2 separate regions of the Mus musculus genome follow, and region 2 is linked to region 1. The links are chromatin contacts, called in public HiChIP or PLAC-seq maps. All regions are on one chromosome and are shown on one strand. Each heading gives the region's core, a stretch centred on a gene start, on an enhancer-like site or on the middle of the called end of the contact. The rest is flanking DNA. Distances are from core to core; before and after follow the strand shown. Region 1 has its middle 10 kb from the start of Musk. Region 2 overlaps Musk (muscle, skeletal, receptor tyrosine kinase).

What was found. HiChIP or PLAC-seq counts read pairs in DNA pulled down with a chosen protein or histone mark.
Region 2: a contact with region 1 is called in an H3K27ac HiChIP or PLAC-seq map of the NIH/3T3 cell line, with 2.3 times the contacts expected there. The contact joins two enhancer-like sites. A contact is called at or near these places in 3 of 39 promoter capture datasets (3T3-L1-derived adipocytes, embryonic stem cells and macrophages), 1 of 15 datasets of contacts at CTCF or cohesin (the NIH/3T3 cell line), 3 of 484 Hi-C or Micro-C datasets (embryonic stem cells, nephron progenitors and stem cell-derived cardiac mesoderm), 3 of 115 datasets of contacts at active chromatin or transcription factors (the NIH/3T3 cell line, fibro-adipogenic progenitors and heart atrium) and 4 of 9 other capture datasets (adipose tissue, liver, macrophages and 1 more).

What each region holds. Positions count from the first base shown.
Region 1 is chr4:58,273,348-58,278,366 of GRCm38.p6, reverse strand. No RefSeq gene overlaps it. Among named protein-coding and RNA genes, the nearest start is that of Musk, 10 kb to the left of the region's middle. Within about 2 kb of position 2,721, at least 31 of the 459 cell types and tissues checked have an H3K27ac peak or open chromatin away from gene starts, as enhancers often do. A contact at or near this core is called in the NIH/3T3 cell line, where this site is marked.
Region 2 is chr4:58,372,121-58,377,139 of GRCm38.p6, reverse strand. Musk (muscle, skeletal, receptor tyrosine kinase) reads right to left here. Exons shown (of 15, transcript NM_001037129.1): 15 at 2,837-4,109. The coding sequence ends at 3,427. Among named protein-coding and RNA genes, the nearest start is that of Mir3095, 66 kb to the left of the region's middle. Within about 2 kb of position 2,494, at least 14 of the 459 cell types and tissues checked have an H3K27ac peak or open chromatin away from gene starts, as enhancers often do. A contact at or near this core is called in the NIH/3T3 cell line, where this site is marked.

The DNA of each region.
Region 1 (5,019 bases), core at 1,472-3,971:
ATGCTATCCCAAAAGTCCCCAATACCCACCCCCAATCCCCTACCCACCCACTCCCGCTTTTTGGCCCTGGGGTTCCCCTGTACTGGGGCATATAAAGTTTGCAAGTCCAATGGGCCTCTCTTTGCAGTGATGGCCGACTAGGCCATCTTTTGATACATATGCAGCTAGAGACAAGAGCTCCGGGGTACTGGTTAGTTCATATTGTTGTTCCACCTATAGGGTTGCAGTTCCCTTTAGCTCCTTGGGTAATTTCTCTAGCTCCTCCATTGGGGGCCGTGTGATCCATCCAATAGCTGACTGTGATCATCTACTTCTGTGTTTGCTAGGCCCCGGCATAGTCTCACAAGAGACAGCTATATCTGGGTCCTTTCAGCAAAATCTTGCTAGTGTATGCAATGGTGTCAGCGGTTGGAAGCTGGGGGACTTTTGGGATAGCATTGAAAATGTAAACGAGGAAAATACCTAATTAAAAAAAAAAAAAGAATGAAACAGATTAAGTGGGGTGAGAGGAATCTATGTATATGTGTACATGTATGTATGTGTACATGCGTATATTTATAATGTATACATATATAATCTTATCTATATAATAGTTTTACAGATTAGCAATATGGCCTCAATAAAAGTTTTGTTTGCTTTTTGTGAAAAAAAAAAAAAAACAAAAAACAAAACAAAACAAAAAAAAAGAGTCAGAATACAAAAGATGTTCCTGACCCTGTCATTTCTGAGATAATTTTATATGCATATTTACTGCTCCCGTGTGGGTGTAACAGTGACAAGGCTGTGCCGGATTAGGTATCGGATGGATGTGGTGGAATTCAGAGGACTGGAAAGAGGAAACATCTAAAAATTAAAAGGTTCTTGAATGAGATCTGTCTAAATTGGCATAATGTTTGCCTAGGATACACTGGTTTCAATCACCAATACCCATACAAATAAGATTGGTAGTGAAGGCCTATGAGAGGTAGAAAGGTTAGAAGGTCAAGTTCTGCCTTGGCTACAAAGGAAGTTTAAGGCCAGCCTGGGCTGCCTGAGACCCAACTGGAAAGAAGGAAGGGGAAGGGGTGTTCCCTAATCATGAATTAGGAATTTGCTGATAATGTGAGACGTCTGTTTAACATCCTGAAGGGCTCTCGGAGGCCTGAGCATTGCAAGCACAGACCCCGGCGGTCTTTAGCTTTTTACTCTTCGTCCATTTGCTAAATCGTTAGATTGCCTTCCTAAGGCTCACCACCAAGGTCTACTCCCTATTTGGCCACTCACTCATTCCTGAGACTGGTCACTCTGGTCCAACTATCAAAAAATCAAGGTCCAGCAATCAAAATTCATTGTTGTGACTCATCTAGTTAAAATACCCAATGAGAACTCACCAATGTGCCCTAGTTCATTCTAACACAGACCTTCCCCTCCCCCCCCCTTAAAATTAACACTTGCAAAGCTACTTGCTGCTATTTCTGCCTGAGTCAGATCCATCTGCCTTGTCTCTTTGCCTTGTCTAGTAAAAGATCTCTTTGTGCTTGCACTTGGAAATTGGTGTCTGGGTTTGGTCTGTGCCTAATCAGGGTCCAGAGAGGATCACCTCACAGTATGAGGGTCTCGTCACATCCTAACCAAATTAAGGTGACAAAAGAGGGTTGGAAATCCTTGAATGAGAGAAGCGTTTGGTTGTAGACATAAGATCCCGAGTTTAATCGCACACAAGCAGCGCCATGGTAGTGCATGGTTGTCATCTCAGCTCTGGGGAGACAGAGACAAGATCATACCTGGGCCTCACTGGCCAAATAGCCTAGCCTAGCCTAACCAGTGAGTTCCAGGCCAAAGAGAGATCCTGTCTCAAAATACACAAGGTGGCTGGCTTCTGTGGAATGATATCAAATGAAACTGACCACAGGCCTCCACATTCCACGTACACATGTATACACGTGTACCCACAGCAACACATACATGTATATGCTCAAAGAAAGCAAAGATTGAGGAATAATTTACTGGGAAGTTGAAGGAAACCCAGGCACATTCATTCTTGTGAGCAGAAGGAAAAAAAAAAGTCCCTGAAGAGGGAAGAGGAGGCCAGCTTGGTCAACCACCACTGAGAGCAAGAGAGGGCTAAGGAGCAGGAAGTGGCAATCCATCTGCATAGCTGGTAACCTTGACAGGCTAGGTCATACCATAGATCTGAGAGCTAGCATGAAATCAAAGCATGGATTAGAAATGTTTCCCACCAGCCCTTCAGAGAACCCTGAGTTGGTTAAGTTCAGCCTGACTTCATTTGATCGGCGGGCTGTTCATTTTAGAAAAACAAAACCGCCATAAAACATTAGAACTGAACAAATTGTTTTCCCAAAGTACCAGCCCCCTTCACTGCCAGATGATTGAAAGATCAAACACCAAATACATCCACATCTCCTTTTTTAGCTAACAATTTCCGTTTGTGCACACAAATTATCAAAGCGCTTCTGTCCATGAATAGCATCACACCGTCTAGCATCATCCATTGACACTGTGCAAAATGCTGACAAGATGCTGAGTCAATAATGGCTCAACAGTGTGCAACATTAACATCCAGAGTCCTTGGAAAGACTCTTTTAGTATAGAAAAATGCACCATTTCAGGGGGACAGCATCCTTTGCTTTAGCCTCTACAAAACTCCGCAGCGCCAGACAGTTCTAGATGAATTGTACCACAGGAGTGAATCAGCATGACACGGTCAAATTATTCACAGTCTATTTTTTGCAACAATCTCTTCGAGCTGATGCAAAGATAAATAAATGTGTCCCAGGCATAACTCTGACGCTCTCTGGAGATCAATTCAATTAAAATATAAAGCCACAGATATGACTTGCTTTTGTAGTGCCCTGGTAATGAGTCGGATTAAGGTCTGCAAACCAACCTCACTCCTGGCCTTTGTTCAAAGTCCCAGTGTGTAGCCCACGAGCCAGACTGGAGGTTGTATTAGGTTAGCCCAGGGAAGGGCCAGAGTGAACTGAGGACTACAGAAAGTCATGGAAATTCTGAGTTATGATCATAGCACTCTATGTACAATTATCCTACATACTCAGAATGATAATTTCTGTGGATGTCTGTTTATGAGTGAAGTAACTGTTTTGGCATCAGCCAGGTGAAATCATGATTGGCTGCATTTTTCTGGATTAAGAAATACTTGGAGACTGCACTAAGCTAATGTGACATTTAGTCAATTTTTTTTTATTCTCTCATATTTTCCTTTTGAAAAATATGTTTCAGATTTTAAAATAACAAGAAAAAAAAAACAATGATTTAAGTTACCATGTTTTAAGTATGTTTAAGTATGGCCATAACTTAGGTAATATTATATATATGTGTGTGTGTATATATACATATATGATATATATATATATTTCATATGACATGTAGAAAATATATGTCCAATAATATTTAAAGTACCCTATATACATTCTCATGTATATTTTTATTCTCATTGATGATTACAAATTTTCTTTTAATAAACAGATATAGCATCATCTGTGCACTCATTCGGTTTAAGTTTTGCAATTTAACTGTGAGAAATAAAACTGCCAATATCTGACTTATTTATTTTTAACTCATCTTCTAATTAAAACCTGCAGGTAAATATAGAATTTAGTTACTCAGTCAAAGTCTGTATTTATGAGGCCCTGTGTGTATGTTTCCAAATTTCCTTTCAGGTATTTTCTCCAGTATTCTACCACATGAATTCTACTCACACGGATTCTACCATACTATATTGATAGTTTTATTGATGATACATTAATTGTTGAAGAAAGAACCTGCACTATTTTGTCCTTAATGTGAAATTTAACCTTTTATGAAGTATGCTTGATGCCTGGTGTGTGTTTGACATTAGTAAATGTTGACTGAATGAACCAGAGACCCTTAATAACCATGGAGAGTTTCATTTATAACATAAATATAAGTTCAAGTCTTTTCACTCACAATCTATGTCCTAAAACTTGTAAGACAATTATGATGATTACCTGTGTGGTTAAGGAGGTGGGAATGTTGATTGTTTTTCTTTTCCATATTTTTATTACATTTGAGTGTGTGTCTGTGCCTATGTTTTGTGTGTGTGTGTGTGTGTGTCTGAGGTGTGTGTGTGTCTGAGGGGTGTGTGTGTGTGTTGTGTGTGTGTGTCTGAGGGGTGTGTGTGTTGTGTATGTGTGTCTGTGTCTGAGGGGTGTGTGTGTGTGTGTGTCTGAGGGGTGTGTGTGTTGTGTATGTGTGTCTGTGTCTGAGGGGTGTGTGTGTGTGTGTGTCTGAGGGGTGTGTGTGTGTGTGTTGTATGTGTGTATGTGTTGTGTGTGTGTGTCTGTGGTGTGTGTGTGTGTGTCTGAGGGGTGTGTGTGTATTGTGTATGTGTGTGTGTGTCTGAGGTGTGTGTGTGTGTGTTGTGTGTGTGTCTGTGGTGTGTGTGTGTGTGTTGTGTGTGTGTGTCTGTGGTGTGTGTGTGGCTGTGTCCGTGTCTGTGGTGTGTGTGTCTGAGGGGTGTGTGTGTGTGTTGTGTATGTGTGTGTGTATCTGAGGGGTGTGTGGTTTGTGTGTGTGTGTGTGTGTCTGTGTGGTGTGTGTATGTGTGTGTGTGTGTGTAATGGTGCATGTGCAGAGTTTGAAGGACAACATTCTTTCTTTCTACCACACAGGTCCTACACATTGAACTCAGGCTGTTTGGTTTGACAGCAAGCCTGTTTGTCTTCTGAACCTTCTGATCAGTCAGTCCTCTTTCTAAATTGGATGATCTGTTCTTTGTATAATGCAGATATGTTCCTACTGAGAGAGTGGAAGTAAAAGTGATACAGTTGACATCAGGGCTGGGGAAATAGTTTAGCAATATAGAATTTGCCCTGGATACCCAAAGACCTGAGTTCTATATTTAGGTCTACCATAGACAGTTGCCATCAAAACTAGGTCCACACATAATGATTGAGTACATAACATTATGACATGTAGACCTAGTCGATTCTAAACTGGAAAGAATTCGGTACAAACTTTTTAATATAGTCCCATATC
Region 2 (5,019 bases), core at 1,245-3,744, 99 kb before region 1:
TCATAAATACTATGCAATCATTACAAGTAATTTGTACATGAATCGTATTATATCGAATACGTTAGGGTTGATATAGACCATATTAGATAATAAGGATGCAGTTCAAACCTGTTTAGCAGAATCATTCTGTCTGTTTAGCTTTAATTTATTTCCTGTCTGTCTGTGTATCTATCATCTATCAATCATCTGCTGACCTATCTATATAGCTTTCATTTATCATTTATACACCTAACTCTGTAACTGTATGCATCTATCTATCTATCTATCTATCTATCTATCTATCTATCTATCTATCTATCTATCATCTATCTTCTATTATATGTCTACCTCCCCTATCTACGCATTGATAAATGGTGAAAGAATATTTTTCTATATTAAAATTAATAAGCAGTAGCCGGTGTTTCTTCATCCTTACAATGGTTTATTATTATTGTGAAGTGTATGCCATTAATGTACTTTGCTTGTGATTTTTTTCTTTTCACAAGAAATTACTACATTTACAAGAAGAAAGCAACATTTAAGGTAAAATATATATCTATTTTCTCTTTTATTTAAAGTATAACAGAAGTCTAATACAGTTTTTATAAAATAAACCTTATATTTCAATTCTAAAATGAATACAATTAGAATGTAAGTAACTACTTAAATAAAATTATAAATGCTCTAAGAAAAAGAAAACATCAATTTTCACTTTTGCTGAGTTTTGCTAAGTGTACCATCATAGCTAGCCTGGAATTTGTGCTCTTTCCTGGCTAGGCTGTCAAGTGTTGAGACGAAAGGCTTGTGCTGCCATGCCTAGCTCAATTTCACACGTGATTTAAAAAAATAAAATAAAAATGGCATTCTCTTTTTTATCTAAGACAGAGAATATTGGGTGGGTTAACTTGTTGCCACACAAGGGTGAAGACCCAAGTTCAGGTCTCCAGAACCCACATCAAGCCTGATGCTGTAAATAGTCTCCAAGCTTCTACAGCAACATGGAGGAGGAGACAGGAGAATGCCCAGGCACTCTGAAGTCAGCTAGGCTAGCACACACAGCAACAAAAACAAGAGACTGTCTCAAACAAGATAGAAGACAAAAACCAACACTAGAGGTTGTCCTCTGATCTCTCCATGTGCATTATGACACTGTGCATCATGTGTGAGTCTCTCTGTGTGTGTGTGTGTGTGTGTGCATATACACATACCCACACAAAACTGATACAAGAGTATTCATTTTCTATCATAGCAAGTGCTTAATTTTACAAGTTATCATGGTCTACGGAACTATGGAAACATTTCTAGAGACTGAGAGACTATGACAATGTAACAAAAGTTTTATTTTTATTATTTTAATGATGCATGTGTGTATGTGTATCTGTGTATGGGTATGTGCACATGAGTGCAGGTGCCCTTGCAGGTGCCCTTGGAGGCCAGGAACGTTGGATCCCCTGGGACCTGATATTACAGGTGGCTGTCAGATGGGTGGTGAGAGTCAAACTCCAGTCCTAGCGAGAGCAGTATGTGCTTTTAACCACTGAGCCATCTCTCTGCCCCCATAACAAAAGTTTTAATATTGTGCATGCCTTGTGGTCCATACATCTCCTTCTTTAGAGATATTTAGAGATGTGTACAAATGTGGGTGATCAAAATACTGTTTATGATGATAAATATTAGGAGAACCTCACACATTCAAAGTCTAAGATCAATTAACGTATGGGATATCTGTAAAGTTGATATTATTCAGAATTTATGTTAACTTTTAGACTAATGACATTAACAGATTAATAATAAGCTATGAAGTGATGGAAAGCTGATTTTTTTTTTCCTGCTCGGTTCCGATACATACTAGGGAATGCGTTTGAGAATCATGTGCAAAATGACCTGGTATTCTTGCTGTGTTTGGCATCTGGGCACTGACATAGACTTACTTGTGACTTACTGATACTGTGCTGCATTTGGTAACATGCATCTCCTTTTATGTTGCTATAGCGAGTCCACAGTGTGAAAAATATTTGTTCAGAGAAGAAAATGACACTGGACCTATGTTATTATATTATAGCAAACTGTAACGAGCTAATGGTCTAATACTTAGTGATTATAAAATCACTGAGGAAATAATTTAATGATTTTAACTAAAAATGCAATTAGAACTCATGCTGAGACAACCATGCCATCTATTGGATGTTTAGATGGACTTAAATTGTTAATACTAGAATTGGCTTTCTTCCTAGTCATTGAAAACCCTTAGGGAAATAAGGCATACAGTGTAGGCTCAAAACCACATAGGGATTATAAATCATGTCCATAGAGTCCTTATGTGTATGGGGAGGTCTTCACTGAGAAATTTATGCACTGGGGGACCTGAGTCCAGGATTCACTGTGCAGAAGCTACGAAGCCGCACACTGCTAATCGTATGACCAATCAATCAAAAATGCCTTGTATAGATAGCACATCAGAATGCACAAAAACATTCCTTGTGAAATAGCATGGAGCCACAGAGCTCCTTGCAATCCAACATTACACCTCATGCTTTACAATAGTTAGTGGTCTGTGGCATCAGAATTACTGTACAGCAAATTCAAGAGCTGACAGAAGGAAAAGGTGATACTTGACAGAAGTAAAAAAAAAAAAAGTATTTGTAACATATTTTAATGAAGATGTGCCAATACAGTTCTCAAAGAAAGAAGTAGACTAACTGATACGTTATGAAATATTTTTTTTCTAGGAAAAAAAAAAAAACCCAAACCAACAGGAGGAATGAGGTGAGTCACATCCATGATGTGTGCACACCAAGGAAGGACCTCTAGAGGACAGCCAGGAAACGGAGCCAGGAATTGCAGTCAGCACAGAGCCTGCAGGCTTTCCACTTTTTATTCTTCAAAAGTCTATCAGTAAAATAGATACTCAATTCCAGAATGCAAATACAACGTTACATATTCTGTGCAAGGAAGAACTAAACAACAGCAAGACCCTGCCACGTGTCTTGACTGGTGGAAGAAGGGATTCCTATCTTTAGTTTTCAGTCCTTTACCTAAATATACACAAAGACACATTGCTTTTGCAATGGGCAGGATGTCTTCTGTTAAAAATGAAGTTGCCCATCCAGTTTTGGATTCAACCTAAGCACTGCAGTCTCGCTCTGAGAGATTATGTAGGAACGTAACCGGGATGTTCTTATTATGCAATATATATTAGAAACGGTCCCTGTGAGGGAGAGGAGCTACCTGCTGTCCTCTTTCCTAGCCTGTATCTCCAACCTATTTTGATGTGACTCTTTAACCCTGTGGGATATTCACCATCTGTTTCTCCTGGCAAACAATCAACTGGCACGTGATGTCTGAGTTAAACTCCTCCTATCTGGTCTTACACGGCCTCTGCGGTAGGGTTCCTCCAGCTCACAGTCTGAAAAGAGCCTCCTGGGTGTTGTTTGAGAATGGTCAACTTTAGACACCCACCGTTCCCTCTGCTCTCTCGCACATGCGCTGCAGGATCCTGTGGATACTGCAGAAGCTGGGTCTATCAGCAGGCAGCTTGCTCCAACACAGGCGCATGAGGTTGTACAGTTCCAAGGGGCAGTTCTCAGGGCAGGCGAGGATGTTGCCATCTCTCACATAGTAAATGACCTCCTCGTGGGCCATTCCATAGTAGGGCTGCAGCCCATAGGAGAAGATCTCCCAGAGGACCACACCATAGGCCCATACATCCGACTCAGTGGTGTAGCGGTTGTAGAAGATAGACTCGGGCGGCATCCAGCGGATAGGGATGGCGTCATTTCCATCAGCTTTGTAGTAGTCTGCGGAATAGATGTTCCTGGAGAGGCCAAAGTCTGCAATTTTCACCACCATGGTCTCCCCAACCAGGCAGTTCCTGGTAGCTAAGTCCCGGTGGACAAACTTGCGCTCTGAAAGGTAGGCCATGCCAGCTGCCACCTGCCTGGCAATGCAGAGCTGTTCTGCACAGGACAGTGGTGGAGGACCAGGGCTAGACACCCGAGCCCTCGTGGACAGGTCACTGTGGCTGAGGCTGCAAACAGTGTGCGGGGACATACTTCGGAGGAACTCATTGAGGTCACCATAGGCCATATATTCAAAGAGCAGACACATCGGCTTCCCAACGGCACACACACCTGCGGTTAAAACATTATCATAGTTAGACCGAGTCCTTCCACGAGGAAAGAACACTCCAAAACTCAAAGGACCAGACTAGAAAGGATGGTGTCTCACTTATTATGGATGGTGTTAGTCATACTCTGACTCCCACGTCTTTACTTAAACATCCCGTTATCTAGTAAGAGTCCGTGTATTCCTTTTCTTTCCTGATTCTTCGATTCTTAACTTTTCCCTCTGTTACCTTCCCACATTTAATACCACTTGACTTCATGCTCATTCATTGTATTAGCGATGTTCCCCAACATTTTATCTCTTGGAATAGAGAGAACATGCCCCCTGATTGTTTGAATCACTCAGACTAGCCAGGTATCTGGAGAGCAGATGTACAGTAACACACGGCAAGTAGATTCAGGAATGGGTACTTGCTGGGAATGTGTGAGGCAATGGTTCGAACAGTGAGAACGAGGAAGATCTACCACACTGAGGAAGAACAATTAGAACAATCCAAGGATCTTAGAGGACATTCTTAGGTGGTGTCTGAAATTTAGATTATTATCACTGATGTTCATTCTCTAAAGAAAGTAATGCTTATATACACAGAGTTTCACACATAAGTGTCAGGAAGGCATTTGAAAAACCTTAACATGTTTCTATATATGAGAAAACTATATATGAAAAAATGAGCTTATACCATGAAAACTGATAGGCCCAATTTCACATCACAGTAAAAATAGACGGTTAGATTTATGTTGTGGATAGCCCTGGGGCTAGTTATATTTGATGTTAATTCCATTCTCTTGCAGTGGCTGTTAACAAGGAATGAGTCAGCAGTCAGTGATTTCCTGTAAACCTGTTTCCCACCTTAATTTGTAAAATTAAGGAGAGCTGATGATTGGGCACATAAAAGGGAAGGTGGAGCAGAAGGTG